Linked DNA regions of Aedes aegypti: region 2 is linked to region 1. The links are chromatin contacts, called in public Hi-C maps. All regions are on one chromosome and are shown on one strand. The core of a region is the stretch at or near the end of the contact, and the rest is flanking DNA. Distances in the headings are between cores, read along the strand shown. Region 1 holds the start of LOC110677033 (homeobox protein invected). Region 2 holds the start of LOC5564813 (segmentation polarity homeobox protein engrailed).

Region 1 (3,240 bases), core at 218-2,717:
ATGAGCGGGATGTTGCGGTGGTGATTGTGAATTTTCCCGAGAGGCCATACTGGCTAGGCTTGCGGGGGAGGTTAGCTTACTAATGTCACTGTTGAGATTCTGAGTTATTTGTGAGATGGCGCTCAAATGTGAATGAATGCCTCGGAACGACGTTGTCTCTGGCGGAGATTGAACGCTTCGTTCGTCAGACCATCGGTGGCGATCGTGATAAATTTCACCGATACCTCGTATATGTGGCCGGAAGCCAATTTTCTGTTCATCTGTAAGCGAAACCCTACCGGGACTACGATTGTCTTGCATTCGGGTGACCAGTCCGAGGCCAGGGTCCAAAGGTTTTGGGCTTAAATTGAGACCTCTCGCAGCAGCGACAATCTGCATCTGTTGCCGCATCAGCTCTTCAGCATACAGTTGAGAATTTCTCAGGAACTCTTCATGCAATCGCGTTGGGCTTGGTCGCATCAGTGGAATCTTCATGTAATCCTCCGACGGATCCTTGGAACTCGAATACCGCGAAGAATCATTACTCATTTCATCACCCATTTCTACATTATGCCTCTCGATAAGTTTTTCAACGTCCACTGCTCCCATTCGGGAATTCACACTTATTACACTAAGTTTTTCATCACTGTTCATAGTTTTATCGCTTTCTTCCAGTCCTTCCTGACCTACTGAAAGTTCACTATCTTCACTGCAGCAGCTCATACGATCATCTTCACGTCCCTTCTGCTGCACCATCATCAGCGATTCTGGGCTTGATCGTGCCTCGCTACTAGCCACATCTGGGCTGCTACGATCCGTCGGCATTCCGATTGTTCCGTTTCCGTACACATCTTCACCCGGATGTTTCCCAAGCAAACCGGACATCATCAACCCAGCGGTGGTCTTCGCTAAAGCCGCCGCCGTTGTAGCCTTCAGCGGCAACGGAATCAACGGCAAATTGTGTGACATAATTGTAGCCATTTTAATGCATTGCAGCCGTCGCTACCGTTTAGATATTGCACTGGTGCTTCACTAGCTTTTACAGCTGTCCAATTGGAACTCGTACACGACACCTACGCAAAGTCTTCCAACAGGATTAGAGAAATCAGTCCGATCGGCGGCCCTGTTACAGAACAATTGCGACCAGTAAGGATTATCAGTAATTAAATTCGCACCGTGTGTCACACAACAACGCTGTATTCGCGGATCTCACCGACGAAAGACGAGACCAGAGGGAAAAGGTGTGCAACCTTTTCCGACCGAGTTAAAAAAAATCGTTATTATCGCCCCTGTTACTATTTCACCCCCTTGCATACAGATTCACGCACACTACACTTCCGACCCCCGTAGAACCGAACGCTCCGTCACAGGAACGGGATGCCAGACGAGGGGAAGCAGGGGTTACAAGCGCTAATAAAACCGGCAACACTTGACTGTAAATAGCGACAGCGAAAACGGTCGTTCCATCACGGTATACGTTCACCAACTGAGGCCCCAACAAACGTTCTCAAGTGGTAGGCGTTGCACCGTAGTGTGAGAGCGGATAAGCAACATGCTGCCGTGGGGATCCCAAGGGGCGTGGCTTACTTCTCATTGGCCTACTCCGTTCGCTCGCAGGTGTGCGTGGGATCTACTTCTGTTGATTGTAGCTTCGCTCTGGAGAGAGTAGATCAGAGGGAAAAGGGAAACAAAAGAGAATAAAAGCAGCATACATCGTTGAATATCGCGCTCTCGCACCCCATCAACGAATGATTTCATTATGGAGCATACTCACACATTCATGACACCCGAATAAGCGTGGAAAGGGTGAAACAAGGCGCACAATCTTGGCATTTTTCCGTCATAAAACAAAGTGCACGATAAGCATAAATACATATGCAATTAGTTCTCGCTCTCCTGCTTTCACGCTTTCTCGCTCTTTCACTGCTTCGGAAGAATCACTGAAGAAAAGCTGGACTGGGAATGTAATAAGCTTCCCTGCGTCTCTGGTCTTCCCTTGACCATTTTGGGACATTCTAGTTGGATTTGGATTCCAATTGCACCACCACACAACCGAACAACTGGCTAAAAGCGATGAAGCTTTCATGTGAATCACTGCCCAGGGAGCAAAGAGGAACGGGCGAAATGAAAATGTTTCTCTGTTTATTCAAACATTATGAAGCATTTATGTTATATGGTTGTTCTCCCTTTTGCTGCTGCTCCCTTCTGCTTTGGAGCTGCTCGTTGTTGGCTAAAACGATGTGATGTGATTTTCTTGGTGTCTCGGGAATCCTGAACTGAGGGGTGGAAAGAGTTTAACAACGGTTGGAGGTTTTATCGTGTTGAAGAACCACTTTGCGCGCCGCTTTCATTCTCCTGGGCTCTGTCTCTGCTCCGCATGTAAGGTTGAATAAATGTTTCACGTTTCTCTCCATTCCCTCAGCACACTAACGTTTTAAATTGCTTGATGGTGCTGCCGATGATCACGATGATGATGATTATGATAAAAGATTTGATGTGTATAAAAAGTGGAAAAAGAAGTGACCGCCCGAACAAGGACTGGTTTTCACGATTCAATTTTGAGTGTATTTCGCTAAATTTTCTCAACCGATTGTTCGATGTTTGGAATCACGATTTAAACAGCGCTGTTCTGCGAACGATTTCTACGTAAAAGCAAACAAATCGATTCGTTGTGTAAACCTTGCAACTGATTATCACTTTTCTACCGTGGTGTGCAATTCGAATAGCGATGGATCAATTTGCGTTTGAGTGATAAATACGTTTTCCTAGTTCCAGTGTTGAATGAAATATGTTAAATCGTAAAAATAAAAATGGTGTAAGTCAGTACATAGCTGAAAAATATCCAAAGCTGTTGAAATACTTTCAGTATTCCAAAATGGACCAAACCTAAATATTTCAGTAGAGATTTTTTTAAGAAATTTAATACATAAAACATATGATCCTAAGTCTTCAGAAAAAAAAAACTACCAAAGGTATTGAGCCTTTTATCTCCAAAACGAGCTGATTCCAGGTATTGATTTATGAAGACTTGCCTATAATTGCGATGGATCATGTGATGATTCGAGCAAGCATGTGAAAATTGGCAGGTAGATCAAAATTGGTCCATCATGAACGATTATTGCGCTGTGAGTTTCAACCGACGGCGTCAAATTTTGTTTGCTTATCTCCACGGACAATTTGTTTGTTTTTTTTTTTTTTTTTTGCTGATTTACGGATTTTATAACTGCGTTGCAACATTTTCGTTATAAAAATGTTTTCTTA
Region 2 (3,240 bases), core at 316-2,815, 580 kb before region 1:
CGGTGACAGCTGCCCTAATGGCGCCCAACGACGATTAAATCAAAAGGCGACAAACTCAATAGACTTTCCTCGCTTGACAAATCTCAACCTTCCGCAAATTGGCCGGTCCAAATGGGTCGTAAATTAAGTTTACCGCCCCATAAATTGTGGCGTTATGTCAATCCAGCATTTTATTTTCTATTTTCGATGAATACAATTCGGAACCCACGAAAACTGAAGATCACAGCAAATAGACCGACGTTTCTCCGAGTTTGACAAACGCGCTTTTCCCCATTCCTATTCAAAGTCCCATTAGTCGACTGAAGTGTCGTGTAAAAAATTGACGAAATGGCCTAAAGAAACAACCATCAGTTAATTGATCATTTTGCTGGCGGCGAGCGCAAGTTTGCCACTAGTCCTTCTATCACACACACGCATACACTCCCTCATATAATTAGCATATATGTAGATAATGATTTAATGAATTGACGACCGCCGGCATCAGCCGACAATCATCCATCCTCGGCGATAGCGCTTATATTTTTTTTTAAACAGTTTCAAGATTCGATTGAGGACCGGCTCGAGCTCGACGGCCAATGACAGCTTAATCAGATTTTTACGCTGGAACTTTGGTTGAATGTTTGGCTGAGTGCATGCATCGTGCTCCCAGATATGTGATTAGTTTTTGACAGGTTGCTTGATTGTTTGTGTCGGTCGCGTCGCTCCCTCACGCTCTCTCTTTTCCCGGGCTTAATTGAATGTATAAAGTAAAATGTGGTCGACCTACCGCAGTCCGAACTCCGTCAGTCGCGTTTATATTTACATCGAGTAGTTAATTTTGAAATTATACAATTATACAAATAACATCTCGATTTGGAGCGGGGTTTCGTTGAGTTGCGTTGCGTCGCCCTCGACATGGGTGGTCTTCCCCGGTGTGCATTTTGAGAACGAGCCATCCTTGCTTCCAATATTCAGTTCGCTTCAATAAGGGATAGGGGTGGGGTTTCGCGAGCGTGTGAGGCAATTGCGCGGTGATCGGCGAGAGAGGGAGAGAATCTCAATTGAATAATAAAGTTGTATGGAAGGTGCATTCGGTGACCGCACATCACTCTCGCGACGACGACGGCCGACACAAAGCGAAAGTGTGGAGGGAAAAGAGAAACAAAACCGCATACAATGGGTGACGGACGGTGGTGTTGGTGCGATGGAACAAGTTAATTCTCTGAGATTCCTCCATTGCACTGTGTTCGTACGGGCGTGTCGAGGAAGACACGCCTACTGCGGGAGCGATGCAACCAATACAGACGCAGGTCAATTAGCGAGGATATATGTTTGTGTTGATGAATTTATTTGCGCTCGGTCTCGTTTGCTCTCGCGATTGTGACATAAGCAGGTCTCTTTTTTGCCTGTTTTGATTCAATCAAGGGTGCGATGGTGTGCGTTGTGTAAACTGATCGTCTTGATTAGGGCCTGAGGATTGAAAGAGCACGGAGCTACATGGAGATGGATGCAGGAACGGGATGGACTGAGAGTTAATAGAGACACCAGGAGAATCAGCAGCCGCAGCAAAAAACAAACCAGTCAGTTTGGTTGAGCTCTCACTCAGCTGTCAGTCACAGAGGCTCAGATCACAGGTGACATTTGACTATGTCACATCACAATTTATAATAGAGGATAGAAGAGCTCGCTCTCTTGGACCACGCGCGCGATCTTCGGATCATCGGTTCTTCGCATTCTTTCTTCGGTGCTTGGATCTTGTCGTTCGTTAATTGTGTTGTGTGGCCTAGCCTGGAGAGATTCCATCATTCAATTTGCTGTCGAAATCGGCCGGACGCGTGTTTGTTTTACCCCTTGGAGGGTAGTGATTTTTTCTCAGACGCCTTACACCCTCCGTTACACTTCGTTGGTGTCGGTCCTCATGGAAGCACATGAGCTCGTACAGCTCTCGGTTTGACGTTCGGTGCTCGCTCGAGTGTGAAGTGTAAAGTGTTGGTTTGCGAATGACGAGCCCTCAAGTGACGATTGATAGAGGTTTGAAAAATTATCGGAGAAAATTCTCCTAGTGAAATCGAAGAAAGATTTTTGTGCAAAACAATTTAGAACATCTTTTAAGTGAAGTGTTCAGTTTTAGAGAAAACATTTGGAAGACCATCAAGCATGGCATTGGAAGACCGTTGCAGTCCACAGAGTGCTCCAAGTCCGCCACACCATCACCATCATCACCACAGCCAGAGTCCGGTTCACTCCGCAACCGCAACGATGATGAGTCCGACCGCAACGGGGACCATGCGAGTTTCGCCTAGTGCCGGGGAGATGTCGCCACTGGTACCAATTCCTCCGATGCACATTAAGCAGGAGGTCACAGATCAGATTGCTCCACCGCCACCCCAGCAGCCCAGCATCACCTTCTCGATCTCCAACATCCTGAGCGATACCTTTGGAAAGACCCCAGTGGTTCCCATCGCCACTCAACAGCCCCCGAGCCCTATGGCAAGCCCTCCCTGCAGTTCGGACTCCAACAGCCCAAATGGCCCATCTCTGCACCACCGGAGAGATAGCCTCTTCCGTCCGTACGAAATCAGCAAATCCCCAAGATTATGCTCCAGCAATGGAAGCAGCAGTCATAACCCGTACCACACGGATAGCGAATCTCAGGACTCGACTTGCTATGAACCGCAAACTCCAAACCCTGCCGCCAGTATGCTAATGTTCAACAACAACCACTACCACCCGCGGATCCCTACGCTGTACGACTTTAGCACTAAGACCATCCCTAGCATAGACCCAAGAGCTGCTCTCCTGAACGGCTTCAGCGCCACCAGCTATCCAAAACTCCACGAAGAGATTATCAACAGCCATCGGAAGTTCCAGGCCAAACTGCTGGAGAGTCAGGTCAAGGCAGCGGCAGCAGCCTCCATCGGCCATCCGCATGCCATGCCTCCACTAGGTTCCCTGTGTAAAACGGTTTCGCAGATCGGTCAACCCGCGGCTCCGGCAACTCCCATCGGTTCCACCAATGGCACCAGTGGCAACGGCGCCGGAACACCCAACAGCATCGCCAGCAGTAGTGCCAGCAGTCCCAAGTTGAGTCCGAGGCCGATTCCGAAACCGACGGCCACGGTTGCGTCCAGTTTGCCGGGAAATCACGGTGGGGAAAGTCATAGGAATGGAAGTGATGGTGGTCATCATCACAATGGCGGCAGTAATGACGGGGGGATGTCCTCGGATGATGCCCGGTCGGAAACGGGCAGCAGCAAGGAT

Evidence for each region. Hi-C and Micro-C count contacts between places; a contact is called where the count stands out from the background.
Region 2: a Hi-C map of whole pupa shows a contact between it and region 1, with 8 times the contacts expected there. The contact joins the promoter of LOC5564813 here to the promoter of LOC110677033 in region 1. A contact is called at or near these places in 2 of 2 Hi-C or Micro-C datasets (whole body and whole pupa).

The regions. Positions count from the first base shown.
Region 1 is chr2:423,055,228-423,058,467 of AaegL5.0, reverse strand. It overlaps LOC110677033 (homeobox protein invected), which reads right to left and starts at 1,467. Exons shown (of 4, transcript XM_021847510.1): 1 at 1-1,467. The coding sequence starts at 960.
Region 2 is chr2:423,638,309-423,641,548 of AaegL5.0, reverse strand. LOC5564813 (segmentation polarity homeobox protein engrailed) reads left to right here and starts at 1,565. Exons shown (of 3, transcript XM_001649112.2): 1 at 1,565-3,240. The coding sequence starts at 2,137.